Linked DNA regions of Sus scrofa: region 2 is linked to region 1. A link is a contact called in public HiChIP or PLAC-seq data. All regions are on one chromosome and are shown on one strand. The core of a region is the stretch at or near the end of the contact, and the rest is flanking DNA. Distances in the headings are between cores, read along the strand shown.

The links. HiChIP or PLAC-seq counts read pairs in DNA pulled down with a chosen protein or histone mark.
Region 2: a contact with region 1 is called in an H3K27ac HiChIP or PLAC-seq map of skeletal muscle, with 6 times the contacts expected there. The contact joins two enhancer-like sites. A contact is called at or near these places in 2 of 47 Hi-C or Micro-C datasets (embryonic fibroblasts and skeletal muscle) and 1 of 2 datasets of contacts at active chromatin or transcription factors (skeletal muscle).

Annotation. Positions count from the first base shown.
Region 1 is chr11:23,701,143-23,708,157 of Sscrofa11.1, forward strand. All of the region lies in intron 5 of ENOX1 (ecto-NOX disulfide-thiol exchanger 1), which reads left to right. Among named protein-coding and RNA genes, the nearest start is that of DNAJC15, 380 kb to the right of the region's middle. Within about 2 kb of position 4,154, at least 3 of the 83 cell types and tissues checked have an H3K27ac peak or open chromatin away from gene starts, as enhancers often do. A contact at or near this core is called in skeletal muscle, where this site is marked.
Region 2 is chr11:24,002,768-24,009,782 of Sscrofa11.1, forward strand. No RefSeq gene overlaps it. Among named protein-coding and RNA genes, the nearest start is that of DNAJC15, 81 kb to the right of the region's middle. Within about 2 kb of position 3,429, at least 4 of the 83 cell types and tissues checked have an H3K27ac peak or open chromatin away from gene starts, as enhancers often do. A contact at or near this core is called in skeletal muscle, where this site is marked.

The DNA.
Region 1 (7,015 bases), core at 2,904-5,403:
TGACGGTTGCATTCCCCCCAACTGCCAGCATTGCCTCCCCCGTCAAAGGAGACAGAGGGCTTTATGGATGGAGTGAGTGAGGTCTTTGTAACCTGGGCCCAGCAGGGCTCCGGGAGCGCACGTCGAATATACATCTTGGGTTTAAATGGAAAACATACCTCTCTACCTTGGCGTCTCTTTGGAAAGATCACAGAAGCATTTTCAATTTTGCTTTCTTAAAGATTCCGCTCGTAGGCATTCACTTATCTTATAAAGTGCGCTATGATGTGAACGTATCATCTGTGTGGTTGATTGGTTCTGGACAAAGTCTTCGAGGTTTGTTTTTTCACAGAAGGAAACGCTAAGAGCAAGTCTGCCTCCAGGGGACTGTCTGTGAACCATTGCTTCGAAGAGAATATTTGCAGCTATTTTTGTGTCTGTGATCCCGATAAGCAGATTGTAGAGATGCCTTTTTGGTTATTTATTTACTTATTTTTATTTTTTATTTTTTGCTTTTCAGGGCCATACTCGCTCCATATGGAGGTTCTCAGGTTAGGGGTTCAGCCACGGCCACATGGGATCTGAGGCACACCTGTAACATGCACCACTGCTCACAGCAATGCCAGCGAGGCCAGGGATGGAACCTGCATCTTCATGGGTGCTCATTGGGTTCGTTTCAGCTGAGCCACAACCCAAACTCCCTGTGGAAATGCCTTTTTGAGGCGCCCAGTGCATAGATAGAAGCCATCCTTTTGAGACTCGAGTCAGCTGTCACCCCCTCCCGAGTTCCACCATCTCCGTATTGGTTTCCTCTGGCTGTCGTAACAAAGCGCCACAAGCTGGCAGGACTTAAAGCAGAAGCGTCTCCTGTCACAGTTCTGGAGGTGAGAAGCCTGGAATCAAGGTGCTGACAGGCTGTCCCCTCTCTGAAGGGTCTTGGGAAGAATCTGTGTCATGCCTTTCTCCCAGCTCCTGGTATTTGTCGACAATCCTTGCATTCCTTGGCTTGCAGCTGTGTCGTGCCAGTCACGGCCCCTATTGTCACATGACACGTCCTCTCTGCGTCTCTGTCTGTGTCTCTTCACGTCTTATAATGATGCAGGTCCTATGGGACAGGGCCCACCCTAATCAAGAATGATCTTAACTTGGAGCTCCCGTCGTGGCTCAGTGGTTAACGAATCCGACGAGGAACCATGAGATTGCAAGTTCAATCCCGGGCCTTGCTCGGTGGCTTAAGGATCCGGCGTTGCTGTGAGCTGTGGTGTAGGTTGCAGACGCGGCTCGGATCCCACGTGGCTGTGGCTGTAGCGTACACCAGCAGCTACAGCTCCGATTCAACCCCTAACCTGGGAACCTCCATATGCCACGGGAGCGGCCCTAGAAAAGGCAAAAAGACAAAAACAAAACAAAACAAAACAAAAAAAGATCTTAATGGCATTCTCCAAGACCCTGTTTATAAATAAAGTCACATCCCCAGGTACCAGGGGAGTTGGGACTTCAGCATTTTCGGTTCAGGGAGACACAGTTTAAACCACAACACCCCCATCCCGGACTCATTTCAATGCCTCCTTTCTCTCTGTTTCCATAGCACCTCCTGCTCACAGTCCTGTAGGAGCTGTCACACGGTATTGTCATTTTCCATCTATTGCTATTTTCCAACAGTTTCTGCCACTAGACTGTTGCTTCCATGCAGAAAGTACTCACATCTTTGTCTCTACAGCCAGAGTACCTAGTAAAACATCCAGCACCTACGAGGCCCTCCAGTGTTTGGCCAACAAAGTACATCATCGTCCTGATCTTTGACCTGTGTACAGCATTGGTAACAGACTTACCTGAGGTTACGTAAATGGACGTAAAAGTATGTATCAGTTAGGAGTTCCTGTGCTGGCTCAGGGGGTTAAGAATCCAACATAGTGTCCCTGAGGATGCGGGTTCGAACCCGGGCCTGGCTCGGTGGGTTAAGGATCCGAGGTTGTCATAAGCTGCAGTGTAGGTCACAGCCGCAGCTCAGATCTGGTGTGGCCGTGGCCGTGGCTGTGGCTGTGGTGGAGGCCGGCAGTTGCAGCTCCTCTTCAACCCCTAGCCTGGGAACCTCCATATGCCATGCGTGAGGCCATAAAATTAACATACACACACACACACAATACACACACACATATTTTATGCCAGCAAATCAGTGATGCTGTAAATAGAGCCGTGTTAGACTATTCCTCGGGCACTTCCTCTGGTGAAGAAAGTTTAGGAACCTCAGATAATTCCTAAAATCAGCAATCCAAAGAGTGGTGTGTGTGTGTGTGTATACACATTATATATAATTTTGTTTGTTTTGGCTAGATGAACTCTTTGGGGTTTTTTTGGTTTTTTTTTTTTTTTTTATTAGTTCCCAAAAACAATTTTTTTTCCTACTGTACAGCATAGTGATCTAGGTATACATACATGCACACATTCTTTTTTCTCCATTCTCATGCTCCGTCATAAGTGATGGGACATAGTTCTCCGTGCTACACCGCAGGATCTCATTGCTAATCCATTGCAAAGGGCATATGTTATATATAATTGTTACTGTTTGTTGCATACTCACGAGTTGGGTTATAGTAAACACTTCGGGTTCTTATTTAATCCTATTTAATCCACCCGAGAGGCTAGAATTTAAAATGACCATCCCATTTTACAGATATCATAAATGAGGCTTGACAGGGTTGGTTAATATTTCCCAAGTCCACACCGCCAGTGTGCCGGAGACCCAGGCACCTGATGACAGGCGTGTCTGATTGCAGACGTGGGCGCCTACCCATCAGCATGTGGCGTCTTGTACACACTCCTGTTTGGTGTCCTTGTTGGCCTCTACCTGATGAAGACCCTGGAGCCCAGAGAAGTTAAGGAACCAGTCGGCCTCACGGTCACCCAGCTACACCCACATCCTTTTATCTCAAGATCAGCTTCTTAGCAACTCCTTTTTTTTGTTGATCATGAAGTTATTTTTAAGAATATTAGAAAGGAGTTCCCGTTGCGGCTCAGTGATAATGAATCTGACCAGTATCCCTGACGATGCAGGTTTGATCCCTGGCCTCGCTCAGTGGGTTAAGGATCCGACGTTGCTGTGAGCTGTGGTGTAGGTCGCAGACACAGCTTCGATGCTCCGTGGCTGGGGTGTAGGCTGGCAGCTATAGCAAAAAAAGAAAAAGAAAAAAAGAGGGAAAAGGAGAACATGAAATGGACAAAAGCATTACTTTTATGGTCCATGAACGTAACTGAACTGATCTTATAGATGGGCAGAGCTTGTCCATTGCAATGAGAAATTATGATGAAAAACAATCTCTCCATCCTAAACTTCCAGGACACAGAATGTCCTTGGGTATCACGTGGTCTCTCTGTCGCGTGATGACAGATCATATTTTAAGTCAATAATTCTTCTGGAGGAAGGAGAGGAGCTGCTGCAAGTTAGGCAGGAACCCTGCAGCCTGCTTCTGTCCTGGGCAACCCCCATGCCATGGACCTCAAGCAGGAGGAAGGGGGCCCTGGAGCCCTGCTTCTGAGCCTCAGCATCTGGCTGGGTTCAACTTGGTCAGGCTCTGCCCTGCATCCTAGGACTGAGAACTGGGGCGTCTGCCTCCTCCTGCAAACCCCAGGCTTCACTTCTAGTGTCTGGAGCCTGCCTTCTTTCTCCAGCTTAGGTAATGTGCCTCATTATCTAGTGTTTCTTGACCTGTGACCCGGTCACATTAAGCCCATCCCAGGTTCCCCAGGACTAAGTTAGATCCGTGGGTGGGTGAGGCCCCGTGACCTGCACACGGAGTCTCCTGGCAGAGTGGGCCAGCCCAGCCTTGTGTTTTGTCTGCTGCTCACAATCTCCGCCCATCACCAGACCCAGAATGTTACCCGTTGGCCTGATTCCTGCCTCTGTTTCCCTTATTATTCTCTCAAAACACTGGGCTGCACTTGGTCTTGACCCCGACAGCTTGCCTCTGTCCCCTCAGCCGCAGTCCAGCTCACACCTAACCTAGTTCTGTCCGGCCTTGACCAGAGACAGGCTGCTATTGCTTTTCTTTCGGGGGACGGGGGTGGGGTGGGGTGGGGGGGTTCTAGTGGTTAATTTCAATGAGACTCACTACTAAGGCATTGACTGGAAAGGGCAGAAAGGTGGCAGGTCGCCGCTAGGGGGCAGCAGAGAGCAGGAGGGGAGGAGGGCTGCACAGCACAGGGCCTCGGGCCTGGCAGAGGGCACACCTGACCTTCAGTGGCTGCCCTACAGTGAGGGTAAAGTCAAAACATACTAGTTTGAACGGCAAATCCCTTCAGATCTGATGCCTGCGATCGCTCCGTACATCATGGCGCCCCTGTCGCGGGCTCGCCGTGCTGTAGCTGTGGATGACTCTTGGGGAAATCTCCTGGCCTATCAGGCCTCCCCCCGGTGGATCCCTTCCTGGGGGGCTCTTTCAGTCCTTGGAGACTCAGCTCTTCTGCTGTGTTTGGTGTCCGTCCTTTCCCCCGCTCCAACCCTGTGATTTTCCCAAGGGGGGAGTGTGTCACAGTTACGATTCCAACTCCAGATCCTGGCCCTAGAATCTGCCCAGCAAATGTCAGATGGATGATGAATGAATGGATGGATGGGTGCAACTACCATACCTCTAAAATCTTGAGCACAAAACCTCAACCTGCCCTCTGAAAAATGCTCGTCGAGTTGATAAAAACACCGGACTGGGAATCAGTCAACAGGATCTCTGTTTCTGCTTTTGTCTTTTCCAGTTGGGAAAAGACAACTGAAAAACATTTGCTGAGCCTCGGCCTTGCTGCCTGTGTGCTTGCAGCCAGCGATGCAGAGAGGAGCTGGGGACCGCCGTCTTTGAAATATGTAATGCTTCCTCTTGTTTCAGTATGATTTCTAGAAGAAGGTTCTTCTGTGTGTTTAATCGAATTCTTTCTCGCTGCAATTTCCACCTCCTCGCTCTTTTCCCTGAGTGGCGTTAGAACTCACCATCTCTCAAGGTCATGTGTCTCTCAGACGTTCAAAAATTGTGCATTTGCTCAAATGCCTTCACCCCAATGGGCTCCTGTGCTGTTTGAGAAAACAATTTTCACCTGTTCTTATATTGTTAAAAAGTAATGGGTTCATGTTTTGAAAAACAGTTTAATCCTTCCCACCACGTCTTCTCAAATAGTAAATCTCAGATTCTCAGGTCCAACATAATTTAAGTGTTAACTCCTTTCAAAGTTCCTTTCAAGCTCCTGCACTCACCGTGTGGATTTCTTTAAACCCGCCTTCGTATTAGCATCTCAGAGAAAGCAGAGTAACGCTTGCTTGTGTGTTAAGATACTTTGCTCAAGAGTAGTATCTTTTGTCTCTGTTTCTGAAGATGTATGTATTTATTTGGGCTTCAGAAAGAAAACAGAAGTCTGCTACAGCTACCAGAGAAGGCAAGGGCCAGGCTTCTCAGCTCATTTGGGGGAACATCTGGTTATTATAATTCAGGGAGCTCTCATTTCAGGGTGTGCAGTCCTGAGTGATTTCAGCCTTAAATCACCCTGGGTTGGCAAACAATAGTAAGAGCCAGGCCAGGAAACAAACAGATGCATCTTGTGTACTGAATGAGATTAAATAAAGGCCGAAACAGGCCAATATTTCTATTTTTAATAGATTCCCTTTAGCAGCCAGTATGTTATGGTCGTGTCAGTGACATTGAAAGCCATTCTCTTCTGGAACTTCTTTAGAAGTGGCATCTGGATCAGAAAGATACGTCTGTTTTTTTGTTTTGTTTTTTAAGAGTAGAGTACATTTTTGGTAGTGGCATCTATTAGGTGCGTGATCAAGTTGGTCATTCTAGGTGGAAACGTTGAAGTGGTTAAGAGAGAGGAGTTTACATCCAGAGCTGGAGACCTGGGCCTCAGTTCTGACTCTGCCATCCGTTTGCTTTGCGATGTTTGAAATTTCCCGTAACTGCTTGAAGCCTCCATTTCTTTGGGTAAAATGGGAGTAAGTCCTGTCAAACCTGGTGAAGATTTCAAATGAATAATGAAAACAGGCACCTGTCTCTGCAGCCCCACTGCACCTGGAAGTTCCCCGGCTAGGGATTGAACCTGTGCCACAGCTGCCGCACACGGGAACTTTCACGTCTAAATGTCCATGCCCTGCACATGACACTTCGTTTTGAGAGGTTATTAGCACAGAATCCTGGAGTCCTAGAAGGCTAGGTTACAAGAGATTATTCAGTCAAAAGCTCTACATGAGAGAAATGAAGAAATGGTACCAAGAATGGCAGTTACAGAAGTGCCTCGAAGGTCCGGGTGACTGCTTGGAATGAGAATGCTGAGGCGTTCCCGTTGTGGCTCAGTGGAAACAAATCTGGCTAGTAACCATGAGGTTTTGGCTTCAATCCCTGGCCTCCTCGCTCAGTGCATTAAGGATCTGGCGGTGTAGGTCACAGACACGGCTCAGATCCTGTGTTGCTGTGGCTGTGGTGTAGGCTAGTAGCTATAGCTCCGATTCAACCCCTAGCCTGGGAACCACCGTATGCTGCAGGTGCCACCCTAAAAAAAAAAAAAAAAAAAAAAAGGAGGGGAATTCTGATTTGGCATTTACATTGACGATTTCTTAAAAAAAAAAAAAAAAAAAAAAAAAAAACCCGAGCTGGAGTTCCTGTTGCGGCTCAGCAGGTTAAGAACCAGTATCATGTCCATGAGGATGTGGGCCGATCCCTGACCTCGCTCAGTTGGGTTAAAGACCCAGCATTGCTGTGACCGTGGTGTAGGCTGGTAGCTGTAGCTCCGAATTGACCCCGAGCCCAGGAGCATTGATATGCCACAGGTGTGCCCCCCCCAAAAAAACCCCAAACACCAAAAAGCCGCCTCGTTTGACTGAAGTAAGGCTTGTATGCTGTCATGCAGGTGAAGTGGATTTCCTTGTAAAGGGGACAGCAACCCCTTGGGCTTTCAGATCAGGATCACCCTGCTTTTTCTGTCCAACCCAGAGGAGGCGTGGAAATAGCCAAGGTAGCCGAGGCAAGTTACGGTAAACGTCTTCCTGGAAAGGAAAAGGCGA
Region 2 (7,015 bases), core at 2,179-4,678, 300 kb after region 1:
AAGATAACTTGGGGCAGAAAAACAGGTATAAACAAACCCAGGAGGCAGGCACTTTCTCTGGTATTTGCATTACAAGATAAATACAAAAATCAATTTGAAAACGTATTGTCGGGCTGGTTTTTGTTTTTCCCGTTGCTTATTTTGGTATGAGAGGTGAACACCGGGCCTCTTTAACGGCTTCCGGACAAAATCCACCTGTCCTTGATTCTGGATTCTGAGGATGGCCTTTCGAAGGGAACCAATCAATACTGCGTCTTGAGGGACAACGGGGCCCAGCAACTGCCACAGCAGGGGGGTCTAAGGGAAATGAGAGCAGGGCCAGCAGCAGGGCTCCCAGTGCAGGTGAGGTTGCGTAACACCCAAGGTTAGTATCTTTTCTTCAAGAGTTGTAAAATGAGAAAACGGAGTGCACATTCAATCTGAGCAAGTCCGATTTAATTTTAATTGTATTGGGAAAACTAGATAGAGAAAAGTATCTTCGAGTTTATCCACTACAATTTTAAAGCAAAACAGCCACAGAGGTATTTATTCATTTTCACATTAACGGATTTTCAAAAAAAATCTATTTGCAAGGGGAACAAAGCCCGCAAGCACATAGGTTATAAGTGAGTACGAAATGGAATGGAACAGAATGCAAACGGAATATCTAAGTACCAAGAAGCAGAGGAACAAAGTGCAAACCAGATCCGAGGGGGGTCAGTCGGGGAAGGCTGCATTTCTGTGTGTTCATGCTGCTTTCGGCTGCTCTGCTGTACAATAGACCAGGCCAGCCTGAGAGACACAGACGTACGCAAACATATTCTGACATCTCACCACCAGAGGACAAATGATATTAGATATTTTCATCCTGCTCCAGAGGCATGGAAGCCAAAATGTAGTTTCTAATGTTGACTCTGGGTTATCCACATTCAAAGGACAGCGCAAAGGCACTGATAATCCCAGAGGAGATAAAGGAGAAAAATCAGTGAGTTAGCTTTGGAACATACTTAATTTTTAAATATAGGTGTGTATCTATGTTCATGGAACTCACACATACGCTACAAATATTATAGTCATGAGGATTAGAAACCTCTAGGAATTAGAAACCTTTTCACCATTTGATTAGAGAGGTGAAAGCATAGAACGTGAAGTGATAACCTCAAAGACACAGTCTTCCATTGGTGACAAGTTTTATGCGTGCTACTAGAACCCATAGTTTTACTTTTGGATGTAATTTTGGAATCTGGTATAAAACCAAGGCATGAACCAATAACCCAATCCACAGGTGGGAATACTGGAAAGCAATTTTCAGAAGTTCTACTGAGCACTTCTCTTTCAAATGCTGTAAATTATAATTTTTTCTCTTTTTGTTTCAATTGCCTCTCATTGTAACCTTCATTGTTTTCATTGCCTCTCTGCTTCTTTCAATAAGTGCAGCCTTCTTATTTTCATCTATATATAGTATATCAAGCAATTTCTCCATTTCTCTCCCAAGGTCTGCTGCCTCACTTTTTTTTTTTTTTTTTTTGCCTTTTAGGGCCACACTTCAGCATATGGAAGTTCCCAGGCTAGGGGTCGAATCGGAGCTGCAGCTGCTGGCCTATACCACAGCCACAGCAATGCAGGATCTAAGCTGCATCTGCGACCTACACCACAGCTCACAACAATGCTGGATCCTTAACCCGCCGATTGAGGCCAGGGATTGAACCCGGATTCTCATGGATACTAGCTGGGTTTGTTAACTACTGAGCCACGATGGGAACTCCTGCTGCTTCACTTTCATGATCTGTTTTCTGAACCTTGTTCTAGATGTTCTTCTTAAAAGCCCTTGCCCATAAATGTTTCAAATAACAGCTCATCAAAATTTTCTCTGGAGTTCCCGTCGTGGCTCAGTGGTTAATGAATCTGACTAGGAACCATGGGGTTGCGGGTTCGGTCCCTGCCCTTGCTCAGTGGGTTAACGATCCGGCGTTGCCGTGAGCTGTGGTGTAGGTTGCAGACGCGGCTCGGATCCCGCGTTGCTGTGGCTTTGGCGTAGGCTGGTGGCTACAGCTCCGATTCAACACCTAGTCTGGGAACCTCCATATGCCGCGGGAGCGGCCCAAGAAATTGCAACGACAACAACAAAAAAGACAAAAGACAAAAAAAAAAAAAAAAAAATTCTCCAGTCCCACTCTAAGTCAGAGAAACCGACACTTTGAACCTCCATAGCTGAATTTTCGCTACGAGGGGGTGGATGGACATCACGAGCTTTCCAGGGAAGAATGAAGAAGACTAAGGACTCCTTGCTCAGGTCAAGTGACACTGGATCCTTCCATAAACCTGTTTGCCCAAAGTATAACCTAAGGTCACAACCATCAGAGAAGGAGCCAAGAGCCCCTTCATTCTGCCATGAGTCCCAGATATCTAGAATTAATGCAATAAAGGGAAAGAGGATGTGCTTTGGAGTCAAACCAAGTGGGATATGGATCCCAGTCCCACCATTTACCAGCTATGTACTCTTGGCAAAGTTCCTAAGCTCCTCTGGGCCTTTGTTTCTTCAGTGGTAAGCTGGGGACCATAACAGTACATCTCTCTTAGGGGTGCTTCGAAAATTGAGATAACATAGGCAGGATGCTTCACAAGCATTAGCTATTTCTGTTATAGAAATCTCTTGGATTTATGAACATAGGCTGATTCTAATTCCCTGGCCTTTTGCAGTACAGCTTAGGTGTCAATATTGGAACGGGTATCTCAACGTGATATCAGATTATGCTTCTAGCGGCTGACTTAATTTTCCAGGGGCATTTCCCCCCCTCTCAGTTGAGGTCCTAATTTGAAATTTATGGCCAACATCTAGCCTTGAGTGATCAGACTATGCTGCCCATGTGAAATTAAACTCCCTCTTGATGGTGGAGATTGCATATCTATATCTATATAACAGTCTGTTCAGATGTAAAATGTTGACCAGTGCTGCTAGGCACTGCTGAGTAGAGCAGAGGGGGATAGGGTTATTACGACAGGAAGAGAAATGAACAGTACTTAATGAACTTCCATTTCAATTGAGCAGGGTTTTTAATAACAAAAAAAAAAAAAAAAGAAAAAGCTTTTTATAAATTCTTTTGCTCAGCAACAATAAAAAAAAGGAAAAGAGCACTCAGCTGGGAACAATAGCTACTCAGCTCATAAAAATCATTAGAAGGAACATTTTCTTTGTCTACCATGCCCAGCAATTTCACTGGTGGGCAGTGATCCAGATCACTTAGATTCCACCTAAAAAAAGAGCCCAGGGAATCTTCTCAACTTTTCCAGCTAATAAATTATATTCATGTCCTAATGTGTCTAACTCCATCATCAATAAGATTTTGGCTCATAATTCATGGCATATTTTCAGCAAGTAGATGATGCTGACCTCGTGTTAACAGGATATGCTCTTTGGGCTGCCTTTCCGTTAGGAGAGAGGCTCAGTGCTGACACATTTACTCACTGCATCAAATTTCCAGCCAGAGGCCTTTGTCCAGGAGGTGCCGGGCGAGGTGCAGGGTGTCCGGTGGATGGCGTGGTTCCCACTGTGCGAAATAAGCTGGCTTCCTTGGATATTTCATTTCTTGCTGCTGCTTCTGTAGCTCATCCTAAATGGGTATGAGTCAGAGAAACTTCATGCTGATGACATTAAGGGTTTGACTGATGCATCTTCACCCACAAATATCATTAAGTTACCTTAAGCTAATTGCCAAGTTGAAGATTCATCATTAGGAGCTCTGTTTCAAAGTCCCCCATGACCAAAAGATTTCTGTACTTGGATAAAATACGGTTTTTCTCATGACTCTGCTGGGTAACCACAGGCACACCCAGGAATACAACTCTTAATATTTCTTAATTTAAAAGTAGTAGGCTGGAGGTCCCATCGGGGCTCAGTGGTACCAAACCTGACGAATATCCATGAGGACATGGGTTTGATCCCTGGCCTTGATCCGTGGGTTAAGGATCCAGTGTTCCCTTGAGCTGTGGTGTAGGTCACAGAGGCAGCTTGAATCTGGTGTTGCTGTGGCTGTGGCATAGGTCAGCAGCTGTGGCTCTGATTCAACCCCCGGCCTGGGAACTTCTATAGGCCACTGGTGTGGCCCTAAAAAATAGAAAAATAAAAATAAAAAACAAAAGTAGAAGGCAAAAAAAAAATTCTTTTTTTTTTTTTTTTTGCTATTTAAAGCATTCTACAGATTTTTTTTGTTTGTTTGTTTTTGCTTTTCAAGGCCACACCCATGGCATATGGAGGTTCCCAGGCTAGGGGTCAAATAGGAGCTACAGCTGCCAGCCTACACCACAGCCACAGCCACATCTGTGACTTACACCACAGCTCATGGCAACGCTGGATCCTTGACCCACTGAGTGAGGCCAGGGATTGAACCCTCAACCTCATGGTTCCTAGTCGGATTCGTTTCCACTGTGCCATGACAGGAACTCCGAGCACGCTACACATTTTGAGAATGAACTTTTATATCTTTACTGACGTAGTATAAGTGTTTAATATTTGCTAAATAAAATACATTTCAAACCACAGGAAATGGTTTGAAAATGAAATAAAACAATGTCTCCCACAATTAACGTAATTTTTTTTTTTTTTTTTTTTTTTTTTTGCTTTTTAGGGCTGCACGTGAGGCATATGGAGGTTCCAGGCTAGGGGTCAAATCAGAGCTGTAGCCACCGGCCTATGCCACAGCCACAGCAATGCCAGCTCCGAGCCAAGTCTTCGACCTACACCACAGTTCGGGACAAGGCCAGATCCTTAACCCGCTCAGTGAGGCCAGGGATTGAACCTGCATCCTCATGGATGCTAGTCAGATGATTAGTTTTCTCTGAGCCACAGGGGAACTCCTAATCTCTTTACTCTTGACTTCATGCTCAAGACTGGCTATACTGCAATTGGCATTCTGTGCTCCCCTTTAATTAACTGTCCATTTGACTTACACTTTCCCTGGAATCTGGGAAGGAACTGCTTTGTTTTTAAAAGGTCCTTCCTGCTCCCTCAGCTTGCATCTAAAATGTAAGAATAAACAGAAACTGCAATATCAACAAAGAACTTAATTAAGAAGAATATGCAATGGCAGTACATATGTAAAAGCAAATTCTTACTGAAGATAGGTAACCATTCAAATAAGCTTTCTACAGATAACAAGGAGTTGAGGGTGGGTAGCTTTTTATCCAAGTATATAAATATTCTGCCCTTTAGAGACTGACGACTGAATTAATAGTATCTAATGAAAATAGTTGTATCATTTGAAACTGCACGAGCTAATTGAACTTAAATTCTACACTCTTGGAAGAATTTTTTAGGGGCAATGCCTCAAATGATTTGATTAAGGGGGTAGAAAATTCAAACCCTGCCCTGCCACATGTTAAACTTCACCACTAATTCTTTAACAGTCCTCTCCCTTTGAATTTAGGCAGGCTCCATGAAACAGTTTTCCATGAAAACCGCCAGTTTTCAGACCCAGGTTGCATTTGCAGCTTCCGCTTCCGGTGTCTCAGACCACAGCTGCATTGTGAAGAAACCTCTAGAACAGAACCACCAAGGCTCCAGGCCCACAGCCCCGGTTACCTCCACGCCAATAGCCTCGGCTGATGCTACATGGAATGGAGATGACTCCGTCACGCACTACCCAAACTGCAGACTCAAGGGTAAAGAGAATGAGGAGTTCCCGCTACGGCACAATGGGATCTGTGGCGTCTTGGGAGCACTGGGATGCACGTTTGATCCCCCGCTGGCACAGTGGGTTCAGGAGCCAAATGGCAACTTCGGCTCAGTTCTGGTCCCTGACCCGGGAACTCCATATGCCAAGAGGCAGCTAAAAACAGTAAGAGTGAAATAAACAATTACTGGAACAGACCTCAAACCTTACTTCAAGGTATTCTAACAGATTGGATAATGAAAGAAGCAATAATTACATTTTTTGAGATTTTTCTATGTGACTAAATGCTTTATACAATCTTATTCCCTACAATAATCCTGTTCAATAGGATTATTTTTTCCTCTATTTTACAGATGAGGCAATTATATACAGACTTACTGGTTAATTGCCCAAGATCATGTGATAGGAGGATAGAATTCAAAACCAGACCTGACTGAGGCACATGTTCAGCGAAAAACAGCAACAAAAGGAAGGAATCCCACATTAATGATGAGGCTTCATTTTCATGAACACAGCATCGATCAGAAAATGTGAAAATTAACAGGTATGTCCGAAGGGCACCCCAATATAGCTGAGTCTAAAATCAGTGGTCACATTTTTAGAAGCATAGTGTTCAGAAAACATTTCTTTAGTGCTTATAACTTTCTGATGTCTAGTGCCAAATGCTCCACACTAAAGAGAGGTTATAAAGACAAATGCCAAGATTCCTGCTCTAAAGGTTCTTGCATTTTTGTAGAATAAGTCATGTTACACAAAGAATTGTTTCACAAGGTACCGTCAGTGAGGAATAAAGTGCCATGGGAAGTGCTTCGCTCATTCAGCAAGTATTTACTGGGGGCCAAGGCAGCAGTGACCAAGAGAGAGATGGTCTCTGCTCTCAGACAACTGACAATTCACGATACTACTTTTGCTGGAAGCACCAGAAAAGCACGGACGGATTTTAGCTCAGGCTTGAACTATCCCTAGGCTCTGGGCATGGGGAGATCTGGGAATGAGGAGGACATTTGACACAGAGCAGTAACAGCAGAAAAAGAAACACACTAAAGCACAACAGAATCAGGACATGCATGGGGACTTTAAAGCAAGAACGAGGGAGTTCCCGCTGTGGCTCAGTCGTTAATGGGCCCAACTAGTATCCATGAGGACGCGGGTTTGATCCCTGACCTCGCTCAGTGGGTAAGGATCTGGCATTGCTGTGAGCTGTGGTGTAGGTTGCAGATGTGGCTCAGATCTCGTGTGGCTGTGGTGTAGGCTGGTTGCCACAGCTCGGATTGGACCTCTAGCCTGGAAACCTCCATATGCCATGGGTGTGGGTGCCTCCCCCAAGAAAGAACCCCCAAAATCAAGAACCCTATTTTAGTAACTCT